2 separate regions of the Sus scrofa genome follow, and region 2 is linked to region 1. The links are chromatin contacts, called in public HiChIP or PLAC-seq maps. All regions are on one chromosome and are shown on one strand. Each heading gives the region's core, a stretch centred on a gene start, on an enhancer-like site or on the middle of the called end of the contact. The rest is flanking DNA. Distances are from core to core; before and after follow the strand shown.

What was found. HiChIP or PLAC-seq counts read pairs in DNA pulled down with a chosen protein or histone mark.
Region 2: an H3K27ac HiChIP or PLAC-seq map of alveolar macrophages shows a contact between it and region 1. The contact joins two enhancer-like sites. A contact is called at or near these places in 4 of 47 Hi-C or Micro-C datasets (embryonic fibroblasts, heart right ventricle, skeletal muscle and 1 more) and 2 of 2 datasets of contacts at active chromatin or transcription factors (alveolar macrophages and skeletal muscle).

The regions. Positions count from the first base shown.
Region 1 is chr7:31,202,342-31,208,639 of Sscrofa11.1, reverse strand. It overlaps DEF6 (differentially expressed in FDCP 6 homolog), which reads right to left. Exons shown (of 11, transcript XM_001929239.6): 2 at 4,209-4,349; 3 at 3,423-3,608; 4 at 1,552-1,788; 5 at 1,319-1,465. Among named protein-coding and RNA genes, the nearest start is that of DEF6, 14 kb to the right of the region's middle. Within about 2 kb of position 2,454, at least 19 of the 83 cell types and tissues checked have an H3K27ac peak or open chromatin away from gene starts, as enhancers often do. A contact at or near this core is called in alveolar macrophages, where this site is marked.
Region 2 is chr7:31,270,752-31,277,049 of Sscrofa11.1, reverse strand. The region is part of intron 2 of PPARD (peroxisome proliferator activated receptor delta); the gene reads right to left. Among named protein-coding and RNA genes, the nearest start is that of PPARD, 51 kb to the right of the region's middle. Within about 2 kb of position 2,224, at least 33 of the 83 cell types and tissues checked have an H3K27ac peak or open chromatin away from gene starts, as enhancers often do. A contact at or near this core is called in alveolar macrophages, where this site is marked.

The DNA.
Region 1 (6,298 bases), core at 1,205-3,704:
TGTAGTTATAGGTCAATTATACTTCAAAAACAAAACAAATCCGTAGAAAAACAGATCAGATTTGCAGTTGCCAAGGTGAGGGGGTGGGAGAAGGGGAACTGGATGAAGGCAGTCAAAAGGCACAGGCTTCCAGACATAAGCTAAGCAGGTACTAGGGTGCGATGTACATGATAAACATAGCACTGCTCTATGTTATATGTGAAAGTTCCTGAGAGAGTAAATCTTAAGATTACTCATCACAGGGAAAAAAATGTTCTATTTAATTTTGTACCTATATGAGAAAATGGATGTTCACTAAACTTGTACTAATCACTTTATGATGTAAGTCAAATCACTGTGCTGTACACCTTCAGCTTATAAGGGCTCTATATCAACTATATCTCAATAACGCTGGAGGAAAAAAAATAAAGTGTGTTACTTTTCCAAAAGAAAAAAAAAAAAAAGAGTGCTGACATGGCTAAGAATGGCTCTGAGGACTCAGATAGGCAATTGACCTTTGAACAATGCAGGGGCTAGGGGTGCCTCTGGCCAGGCAAAAATCCACATATCACTTTTGTTTTTTCTGCTTTTTAGGGCAGCAGCCGGGGCATATGAAAGTTCCCAGGCTAGGGGTCTAATCAAAGCCACAGCAACTCGGGATCCGAGCCTCATCTGTGACTTACACCACAGCTCATGAAAATGCTGGATCCCTGACCCACTGAGAGAGGCCAGGGATCCAACCCACGCCCTCATGGATGCTAGCTGAATTCGTTTCCACTGCGCCACAACGGGAACGCCCATGTATCACTTTAGTTAGCCCTCAATACCCCAGTTCTAGATGCAGATTCAACCAACTGCACACGGTGCAGTGCTCTTGTATGTGTTTATTGCAAAAAATCCATGTGTAAGTGGACTCATGAAGTTCCAGCCCCTGTTGTTTAAGGGTCAACTGGATTGAGGTTATACTCATCTAAGCAGAAATTTGTCACTGTGGGAATTTCCGTCGTAGCTCAGTGGAAACAAATCTGACTAGTATCCATGAGGACGCAGGTTTGATCCCTGGCCTCACTCAATGGGTTAAGGATCTGGCGTTGCTGTGGCTGTGGCTGTAGCCAGCAGCTGTAGCTCCAATTCAACTCCTATCCCGGGAAACTCCATATGCCACAGGCGCTGCCCTAAAAGACCAAAAAAAAAAAAAAAAAGAAAGAAAAGAAAAGAAAAGAAATTTGTCACTGTGGCTCTTCCCACCTGCCCTCCCCCTCACCCCCGTGCCTTCACACTACACAGGAAACCCTCTGGGCCTTGAGATGTGCTCCGCCAGTTCACCTGTCCCCCTCACCTCCACGCAGCATTGCGCATCCAGTGGGATGGTACCCCTTTTCTCCTTGCAATCTTCACTCCCAAAATAGCAGAGGCAGCTGGGCTGCAGCTGGAACCAGCGTTCTGCCCAGTTCCTCCGCAGGTGTCCTCGCTTCCACAGGTAGCCCTGCCAGCCAGAGCAAAGTCAGAGGCATGCCTGGCCCCCCTTCGCCCCTCCCTGGGGTCCTCCCCTTGTTCCCAGCTTGGCCTGACCTGCTTCAGGACGTCTTGGATGAGCTCCTGGTAGACCTCGTGGATGGCCATGCTGAGGGTGTCCCGCCCCACGCCTCGCAGACAGCGGCCCGAGTTGAAAAGCTCCAGGAACTGCCAGACGCTGAGCCCGCCGGAGCTCTGGGCTGCCTGGGCCTCCTGGGCCAGCAGCTCCTCCAGCTCCCCCAAGCCCACCTCCAAGCTCATGCTGCTGAGCACCTTCTTCAGCAGGTATTCCACCTGGAGGGTGAGGGAAGGCCTGGTGGCTGCCGCAGGCAGTGTTGCCGGTGCCAACACCAGGGGGCGCTCCAACACCAACATCAGGCTCCCAGGGCCTGGGCAGAGGTGACCAGGGACCAGGTTGAGGGAGGGGGTCAGAGGACAAAACACTGGTGGACACCTGGGTAGAGATTTGGGAGGGGGTCCTGGAACCCCACATTCAATTCAGGCATCCCCTCTCCTCCCTCAGCCCCACTCCTTCCTGCCTTGAATGAAGGGCAGGGTGAGGTGGGAGCTGAGGGCTGGGGGGCCAGGCAGAGGCAGCAAAGCATAGAAAATGTCAGAGGGGTTACAAGGGCCCCCTCATCCAACACCCTCACTTTGTAGATGGCAAAACTGAGGCTCAAAGGAGGAAGTGACTCGTTCTGAATCACACAGCAAGTTGGTAGCAGCCAGAACTCAATTCAAATCCACATCCCATTTGAGTCCTGATTCCAAGCCCCAAGCCCCAACCCTGGGGATCCTTCCCCTCCAGGAGGGCAAGGGGATTGGGGCTGGGAGTAAGCAGGGCAGGGACAGGAAACCTGTTACAGAGGAACAGGAAGTGGTGGTTGGGGTACATCCTGCTGCAGTATGTTCACACTGCATGTTGATCACAGCAGCAAGCAGCTCTCCGGCCTCCGAGAGGCCACCTCGCCCTGCCTGCCGTGGGTCTGACAAAGGTGTCCACCAGGTGTCTCAACAGATAGATACACGTCCCTCTACTGCCCCAGCAGCTTCAAGGAAACTCTCTCCAGGATTTTCACTCTGGGGGCTGCCACGTCTTGGCTGGGAGTTGCGGGGAGGGGGGGGGGGCACCCTTTGTTCTTTCCACAGACAGAAGCGAGGACATGAATCTGAGTGCAGTTAGGCCAGGACTTTGTGTGAACACAGCAGCCCCCTGGCCAGTGTACCCTGCTCTAAAGACCTAAATTTGCCCTGGTATCTTCACAGCTCCCAAGAGGGCTTAAGGGTCAGGAAAAGGCTTTTCAGGATGGGGGCAGGGGGGCGGGGGGTGAACAGAGGGAGGATGCAGGTCTACTGGAAAAGCAGCACCTGCCCTGGCTTCACCCATGAGGTGAGGAGGTAGAAGCTGGATTTGAGGCCTCTACTCCCAGGGTGCCCTCTCTGGGGCCCTGCGGTGAGTCTGTTGGGGCGCACTCCCCCCCCAGATTGGGGAAGATAGGAAGAGACGAGCTGAACCAGGGCCAGACCTGGTTGCTCCCTTGGAAAAACTGGAGCGATGTCCCCGGAAGGTCTCCATTCCCCTAACAGAGCACCCTCTCAGGCTGCCACAGTGCCTGAGGTCCTAAGTGTTTTCGTTTTGAAACGGCCAGTAATGCATCAGGCACTGACACCTCGGTGTAGACAGAATTTGCAGCCCGCTTTCCTACTGTGAGGGAAACTGGTTTTGGACCTCCTGGGAGAAGGTGGAATTGCTCGGCTGTGGGGCAGTGCTAAGCGTCTGGGGACAGCTGGGTGTGGACAGGTGCGAGCGCGGGGAGATAACAAAGAAAGGGGATGTGGGAAAGTGCCGAGGCAATTTGGCCTCCTTCATGGTTTTGCTGAGGCCTGGCCCCCAGTGATAAAGTGCCTGAGGTTGCCATCGCCCTCACCTCATCAGGAACCATGATCAGAGGGTACTTGTCCTCAGACAGGAAGTTGAAGAGACACCAGAGGCGGAAGGCATCCTGGTTGGAGAGCATGCTGTTCCCGTTGCTGTCTACCTGGTAGTTCTTCTTGGCCGTCAGGGTCCAGCACAGCTCATCAAAGTGCTCCTTAACGAAAGCCCCCTCCTCCACCTGCCACCAGACCCACATGTCAGCTGAGAAGGCTGCCCGGTCCCTGCTCTGCCACTAACCTGGCTCCAGCTGGCTTCTTAGGGTCGTCTAATCCCTGCTCCCAACCCTGACGAGTCGGGGCTCGAAATTGAGGAATCCCTGAGCTGATTATCAGGTAACTAGCTGGTTCCAATCACGCTACTGCCTCCCCCCATCCACATCCATCCAAGTCCCCGGCCAACAGAGAAACTGGCCCCTCAGCCCAGGGGAGAGAGAAGAGGAAGCCCAGAGGGGAGTGGATAGTCAAGAAGAGCCTGAGATGACAGTGACAGCTGAGAGGAGTTGGGGGATGGACAGCTGGGAGGACTGTGTCAGGTACAGGCAGAAGCCCAGCAGGGAGGGGGTGAAGGTCATGGGAAAGGTGGTGGCTAAGACAGAGATGAGACTGAGAGCCAGTTAGGAGGGGCAAGTGGCTGGCACGTGAAGGAAGGGGGTGGGACCGCAGGGATGGGCAGAGGGGACAAAAATGGGGGTTTGCAGGGGGAGGAGTTGGGGTGGCGGTGTATTGGTGTGCTGGCCAGGTTGGGAAGCAGGGAGAGCAGAGAGCTTTGAGGGCCCCACCTTGTCCAGGATGTACTTGTTGAGGTAGGGCATGTATCCTTGGCTGGACACAGGGCCATCGTCATCATCTCGGAAGTGCTCCTCCAGGGCCACGGGGTCGTGAGGGATGTGCAGGACTGTGTACAGGTTGTGGGACAGCACCTGAGACAGAGTGGCAGTTTGTCTTCCTGGACCCCAACCAAAACTGGGCCCAAGGGCTGTTCCCACCTTCCCGCTTGTCCCCTTCCATCCTGGCTAAGGCTTCTGCACATGGTATTCAGTTCAATCATAACTAAAATTCATCTGTAAAAATTATATGTGTGTGTTTATATACACCCAGGAGAATGTTATTCAGTCATAAAAAAAAAATTGAATGAAATCTTGTCATTTGCAACAACATGGGCATACCTTGAGGGCGTTACGCTAAGTGAAGTAAGTCCAACAGAGAAAGAAATACTGTACAATCTTGCTTATATGTGGATTTTTTTTTTCCTGCTTTTTTAGGGCTGCACCTGAGGCATATAGAGGTTCCCAGACTAGGGGTTGAATTGGAGCTGTAGCCACCGGCCTAAGCCACAGCCACAGCAATGTGGGATCTGAGCTGCGTCTGTGGCCTATACCACAGCTCATGGCAACGCCAGATCCTTAACCACTGACCAAGGCCAGGGATTGAACCCGCATTCTCACAGATACTAATTAGATTCTTAACCAGCTGAGCCACAACTGGAACTCCTACGTGGATTTTTTAAAATAGGGGGAAAAGAGGAGTTCACAGATACAGAGAACAGATGAGTGGTTTGAGGGGTATGGGGTGGGGAGTGAATGGGTGAAGGTGGTCAAAAAGTACAAACTCTGGGAGTTCTCTGATGGCCTAGTGGGTTGAGGCTCCTGCGTTCTCACCGCTGTGGCTCTGGTTGCTGCTATGCGGCGTAGGTTCAATCCCTGGCCCCGGAATTCCCATATAGTGCCTGTGTGGCTAAAAAAGAAAAAAAAAACCCAAAAACCAAAAAAAACCCCAAAAAACAAGAGAGAACCTGAAATAAATAAGTCATGGGGGAGTTCTTGTGTGGTGCAGTGGGTTAAGGATCCAGCATTTTCACTGGAGCAGCTCAGGTCACTGCTGTGGCTCGGGTTCAATCCCTGGCCTGCAAACTGTTGCATGTTGTGGGTGAGCCCCCCCACACACCAAAAAAAAAGAAGAATAAAAATTAAAAAAAGGAATTATGGTTCCGTCTGCTCTGCCCACAATTCCCACGGGCAACCAGGAGCCCAAAGGCACATTTGTTCCAGCGCAGCCTCCCATTCGCTCCCGCAGTGTGGGGACCCCGGGCATCCACATGCGCCCTCATGGACATTGCTTCCAATCTTTGCAGGGACAAGGTGAAGGCCAGTGAAACGGGACAATACCTGCCCTGCAGAGGGGCTGCGAGAGAAGGGTGAGATGAGTGTGCCAGAGTTAGGTCTGCACAGAGCAAATGTAAATTCTCTTCTTGTGTACAAAGTGCAATGTTTACCCAATTAACAAGATGCAAAAGACGGACACTACCAAGGACTGAGGAGGCTGTGGAGAAACGGAGGCTCAACATGCTATAGCTGAAGTGTGAAATGGGTCTTTCTGGAGGGCAAGTCTCTATCAAACATAAAATTGAGTTTGACTCCCATTTTTTTTGTTTGTTTATTTATTTCTTTTTAGGGCTGCACCCTCGGCATATGAAGATTCCCAGGCTAGGGGTCTAATTGGAGCTGCAGCTGCCGGCCTACACCACAGCCACAGCAACGCCAGATCTGAGCCTCGTCTGCGATCTACACCACAGCTCAAGGCAACGCCAGATCCCTAACCCACTGAGCAAGGCCAGGGATCGAACCTGCACCCTCAAGGTTCCTAGTCGGGTTCACTAACCACTGAGCCACAAAGGGAACTCTCACCTCCACCATTTTTAATCATTCAACCTGCAGTCACTCAAGGAAACAGGATTACCTGGACAAGAAAGCTCACTGAGACGTTGTTTAGAACAAAAGGAGCTGGATGGAGGTAGCCTGAGGCTCCTTCAACTGGGGACAGGTACACTGTGTCATCGACCCGTGGGTGGTTGAAAAATTTTACTTCTGCC
Region 2 (6,298 bases), core at 975-3,474, 69 kb before region 1:
GCACATGCTCCTTTGGGAGAGAGGGGCCCGAACCCTTCTCCACTCCGGCCCTCCCACCCCCACCCTTTGGCGACCCAGCTGCTGCATCTCCCCCCTCCCCCATGCGTCAGGCTGTCCCGCGCTCTGCCCCTCAGCCCTGATCCCAGCAGAGACCGCTCCCTCCTCCTCACTCTGACCCCTGGGCGTCCTCGGCAGCCCTAAGGGTGGCTTCTTCTTGTATTTTTGCTTCGCTCCACTCCACCAGGCTGAGGGGCTGACTCTGGGTGGAATTGGAAGAACTCCAGAACTGGCGGGGGGGCTCACTTTCTCTGGTGCCTGCACTCTCTGAACAGAACCAGCTCCCAGGCCACTCCTCAGGCTTGGCCTCAGGTGACCTGCTGAGGCGAAACCCATTCCAAGGCTGCACAGGCCTCTCATGTACCCTGAGGGGAGTGAGTGGAGTGACTGGGACTGGCGAATGAGGAGCAGAGCACCGTGGAGCTGCTGGTCTGGAAGGCCAGGGCACTGGTCAGAGCCGGGTTAATGACTGATGGGGAGGCTGGGTTACAGCGCTGTCTCTGATAGAGGCGATGCCCACATCTGAAGCCTTCGCAGACAGCAGGACGTCAAAACGGTGCACGGCACACAGACACCAGCCCGAGAGACAGGGCCCAAATCATCGGTGGTGCGCTCTTCTGAGGGGCGGAGTTGGAGCTGATTCTTACTTCCTTTTTTTTTTCTTTTTAGGACCGCACCTGAGCATATGCAAGTTCCCAGGCTAGGGGTCAAATTGGAGCTACAGCTGTGGGCCTACACCACAGCCACAGCAATGCCGGATCCTTAACTCACTGAGCGAGGCCAGAGATCAAACCTGTATCCATGAGGATGCGGGTTCAATCCCTGGCCTCGCTCAGTGGGTTAAGGATCCAGCATTGGCGTGAGCTGTGGTGTAGGTCGCAGGCGTGGCTTGGATCTGGCATTGCTGTGGCTGTGGTGTGGGCCGGCAGCAACAGCTCTGATTAGACCCCTAGCCTGGGAACCTCCATATGCCGAGGGTTCAGCCCTAAAAGGACAAAAGACAAAAACAAAAAACAAAACAAAACTCTACGATGAGTATGGGACACTTTCATGATGGGGTAAGAGAGGGAGATATGTTAGAAAGTGGTTTTTGTGTATGTGTTTTTTGTTTTTGTTGTTTGGGCCACACCCTCGACATATGGAGGTTCCCAGGCTAGGGGTCAAATCAAGCTGTAGCCACTGCCTATGCCAGAGCTACAGCAACGCGGGATCCAAGCCGAGTCTGTGACCTACACCACAGCTCATGGCAACGCTGGATCCTTAACCCACTGAGCGAGGCCAGGGACTGAACTGGCAACCTCTTGGTTCCTAGTCAGATTTGTTTCCGCTGCGACACAACAGCAACTCCTGTTAGAAAAAGTCTTGAACAAAAAAACCTGAATGATATGCTGAAAGATACACTGCGGTAAGACGGGCCCACCCAGAAGAAACCCAGACCCTGCCCACTGGGCGCCGGGAGAGGCTTCTGAGCTAAGGACGGCTGTGCCGGGGGCAGAGGGCCCCAGTGGGGGACCTTTCCAGAACCTTCTCACCCCAGGACCTCAGGTGCCTGCCTGCTGATGCTGCTGGCTGCCTTTACCCGCTTGGTTAACCACCACTTGCTGAGTACCCACATGTATGTGCCCAACACAACCCTGCCATGAGTGATGCCCAGGCCCTGAGGGACAAACACCGCGCACGGTGGCCCCATGTGGGTGGTCAGGAGGGGTTCCGGAGGCTGGCCTTTGACGGAGAGGCAGACTGGGGAGGTGACAGTGTGATTGGGGAACAGAGATGTGAAAAGGCCCCAGGGAGGCGGCAAGACGCACAGACCCTCTGAGGAGTGGCAGGAAGGCCGAGTGGCTGGAGAGCTCCTGGGGCCCTGAAGGGCAGGTTGCGGATGGGGGTGGGTATCTGAGGGCAGCAGAGCTGAGTGGGGTCAACAAGAGCACGGGCAGGGTCAGAGCAGCATTTAGAGCCCCTATGACCACTGTGGAGGACGAACTGGAAGTGACATCAGCTGAGCCCAGGTCACTTGGGACAGGAAGATCCAGGCTGGGCTGAGGGATGAGGCCCTTCCACAGAGGCGAGGGCTCTCCCGCCGCCCCCGTGCCCTCATTGAGCGAGACGTCAGGCTGGGATCAGGCCTCTCCAAGGCCCCTTTCTGCTCTGACCTGCCTTGGCTCCACCTCCCAGAGCTGTTCTGGTCTGGTGATCCCCGGCTGTGACACACATACATGTCTGGGGAGCAGATGCGGCACTTGGCACTGCTTGGCGGGAGGCCAACTCACGTAACAGCCATCACGTTCCTGGGCCTGACAATTGCATCCAGGCCCCCGAACTTCTGACCCCCGGCTCTCCCCACCAGCACACCAGCCTGCGCGTCAGTGGCGCTGCTTCGGTGTCTGTGGTCACAGGCTGTGGACTGGACCCCACCGCCCACACACTTTCCTTTTTAAACAACCAAGACGCGGACATCGGCCAGCCCTTTAAAGTTCCCAAAGTGCCTTCATATACATGCACTCCTGTCAGCACGCTCCTGTCAGCACGGAGCTGGGGATCTTTAGGGCGTTCACATTCCAGTCCGGAGGAAGGTGAGACTTGTACCTGCGACCACCACACAAAGAGAGGAAGGGAGGAGCGGGCTGAGTCCTCAAGAGGAGGAAGTGGCCTCTTGCTGGAGGCCTCAGGGAAGGGTCCAGGCCGAGGAGAGCTGGGTCATCCAGAAATGATCTTAAAAGTAAACTATGCTCATCAGAGAAAACACTTAAGGGTCCAGAGAAGAAAATAAAATCCAGGCGTTGGCAGATGAGTTTTGTTTACCCAGACTGAGGGGTAGGTGTTCTAGGGAGGGGAAAAGCAGGACCCCAGGCCCGGGAGAGTGGAGCAGGGTGGTAGGGACCAGAAAAGGCTGGGAGCCTTCACTCACCCGACAGTCCTGCTTCTCGCTTCCCTTCCTGAAGCCCTGCAATGCGAAATAGTCTCCCTTTGCTGGGGAGCGGACCCTCTGCCCGCCCGACTAACTGCAACTCCTGGTCCTGTCTGACCTCCGGTCTCCAAGTGTCAGCCGGCACCTTCCTCCTCCCCAAAGCCATCTCCTCCAGGTACTCTTATCACAGCTCTGTCACTGGACGGCTTTCCCGGCCCTCCTCCTCCGTTTATCACGCCCTCCCCCTCTGTGTAGGTCCAGAAACCCCTAGGAAGGGCTAAGTGCTGGAAGGGTGACACTTGACACTTTTGATCTCAGGAGCACATCTGCCTTTTCACTATTCTCCTAAGTCAATGAGGGTCAAAGGGTCACGGCCTCTAGTAACCTCTGCGTGAGGCAATTCAACAAACCAGAGCAGCTGTCCAGGCCCTTCGGAAATCCAGAGCCTGGCCCGAAGTGGGATACAGGAGAGAGAGCGCTAGGGCTCTGTCTTTATTGTGTATGTTCCTCTGGGCAACCTGCTCACCTCTGTGTGGCTCAGTGTCCCCATCTGTAAGATGGAACTAATATCTGCATGCTTGCCCTAACAGAAGCAGCCAGGCTCAGATGAGACTTTTTTTTTGGCTGTGCCTGTGGCGTGTGAAAGCTCCTGGGGCAGGGATCAAACCCACACCACAGCAGTGCCCCCAATCCACTGCAGGATCCTTAACCTGCTGTGCCTTAACCTGCTGAGTTCTCCAGATGAGACATGATGTATGAAAAACATTTGTATTATAAAACTTACATGCTAAAATGTTAATGATGACTATCCCTTAGGGGTAATTTTTATTTCTTCTCTTAGTGCTCATATAATTTTTCTAAGTTTTCTATAATGAATATGTGTTGTTTTTAATACCCAAAATAAAACAAAACAGGTTTAAAAAGTATGACACAAACATGAGACACTATTTCAGAGAGTAGCAAGGTAAAGCAGGAAACGCTGAAGAAGCCCATCTCATGGTGCAGCATTCCGGCCAGTGCCTATCATGGAATTCCCTGCCAATCCTGCAGGCGGCACATGTGGTGCCGCGGCAGCACGGGAGGGACACATGGCTGGGAGGAAACAGCGAGTGGTCCAACTGCACTTCTGCCTCACATCCGTTTTATCTGATTGCAGCCCAGAGCTGACACACACCTGCCCAACAGCCCAGATAACTGTGAGGGGAAACCAGTCAGGGATGGGAAGGAGGGGAGGAGGGGGGGAGGAGGGGAGGAGGGGAGGGGGCAAGAGGGAAGGGGAAGGGTGAAAGGAGGGGGAGGAAGGAGGAGGAGGGGGATGATGGGGAGAGGAAAAGCTTTTACTAGGTCGTAGTTGTAATTGTTTTGAAAATAAGCATGAATGTCTCTGGTGACGAAGCTGAGAAGAGCCAGGAGACCCCTTCAAAAACATCTTGTCTGCCCAACACAAGCCCTGGGTCTCACTTGAGTGAAACCAGCTCAGGAACTAGGGGCCAGGACTGAGAGCAGGGAGCTGCAGCTGCTGGCCACAGCCACAGCAACATGGGATCCGAGCCGTGTCTGCGACCTACACCACAGCTCACAGCAACGTTGGATCCTTAACCCACTGAGTGAGGCCAGGGACCGAACCTGTCTTCATGGGTACTAGTTAGGTTCGTTACCGCTGAGCCATGACGGGAACTCCCTCCCTTTTCAAGTGTGCACTTGTTTGGCTGCTTTCTAAGGTCTCAGATAAGGGCCTCGCTAACAAATATTTGGAAAACATTAAGTCTGCCAAAGAGGAAAGGGAGAACCAGAGGTGAGGGAGTGACAGGACAAAAAAACAAGAGTATTCAAACTTCAGGGGGCCGAGAAGGGACTTTTTAAACATCAAAGCACCTTGAAAATCAGATGGGCCCATGCCCTCACCTTCCAATTCTCATATTGTTCTGACAGCAGCTTCTGGCATTTACACCTGCATGACAGCCTGCAAGGGCTCTCAGTGAGAAATCGGGTCAAAATCCTGGAACCCCTCCCTAAGGACTCAGGAGCCAGAAGGAGGGGTGTGTGGGCGAGACGGAGAAACACTGGGATTGGGTGACTTAGTAATGACACTGGGGAATTTGTTCAGAGAACGAAGGCTCCACTTGTCATGTCATGTCAGGCTCGCAGGGAGGAGCACAGCCTCCTCCAGCAGGACAGAGGGGCCCCTCAAAAGCATCAGGTAAAGCACTGCTGCAGTTCCCCAGAGCTACTAGCACAGGACGTGGGGGTCCTCCCTCCAGGGCCCCCTCTGCCCTGGGGGGAGGCCTGGAACCCAGGGAAGAACTTCCCAGAATTCCCCTCAGGTCCTACCCGGCTCTTTGCCAGGCCGCTTTGGCCCTGGTCCTGAATCCAGGCTCTTCCCTGGAGGCCCGTGGGGATGAACAATGCAGGGAGAAGCAGCTGGAACTCGGGAAGCCGGCTCTCCTGGACTCTCAGCTCTGCGGCAACAGGAAAACATGGCCTTGACAAACCGTATCCGGATTGAGCTGGAGCCACTGTTTTCCTCAAAACAACTGCTCTGGGGAGGACACCGTGCAAGTAGGAGGACAGACACTACTCACCGGGGCTCAGTGCCATTTGTGTGGGGCACAGCCGCCAACTAGGAAGATGACAGGCTGGGGTCGAGTGGTCCTGGGGATCCTGGAGCCGCCACCAGGCCCTCCTCTCTGACTGCCTCCTCCAGAACCTCCACCCAAATCCTGGGGCGACCAGAATAAGTGTCTCCCCACCCACTGCGACCTGCCTGGCAAGGCTCTGCACACCTTTCCCCCACAGTACTTCCTGTCCCCCTCCCCCAGGAGCCCAGGCAGGCTGGGGCAACGTCTTCCTCCATCCATCTGGACCACCCTTGGGATTCCCAGGCCCACTGGGTGATCCTGGGCACTGACCCTAACATGGGCCAAGGCCAAGGCCACGAAGCTTGCATTTCTCTGTCTGGGCAGGGTGGAAGGGGCTGGATGGGCACCAGCAGCTCCCCTCTGTGACACCCACAGGAAAGCCATTTATTCCAAGAGTGGCCAAGGAGCACCCAGCAGCCAGCTCACTGGCTTGCCTGAAGTGCCTGCCTCCCTAGGGAACAATCTGCACCCCAGATCCTACAAGCACTGGCGTTCTCTTGCTTCCGAGCACTAGCGCCTGGTGCCACCCTAACAGTGACCAGTCACCTCAGAGGAGGCCGGCTGGCGTGAGGGCAAGGGCAGGGCTTTGGCCCCACCAGAACTGGGTTTGAATCTTAGCTCTGCCATTCACTAGCAGCGTGGCCTTGGGCAAATTGCTTCATCTCCCTGAGCGACTATTTCCTTATTTGTATAA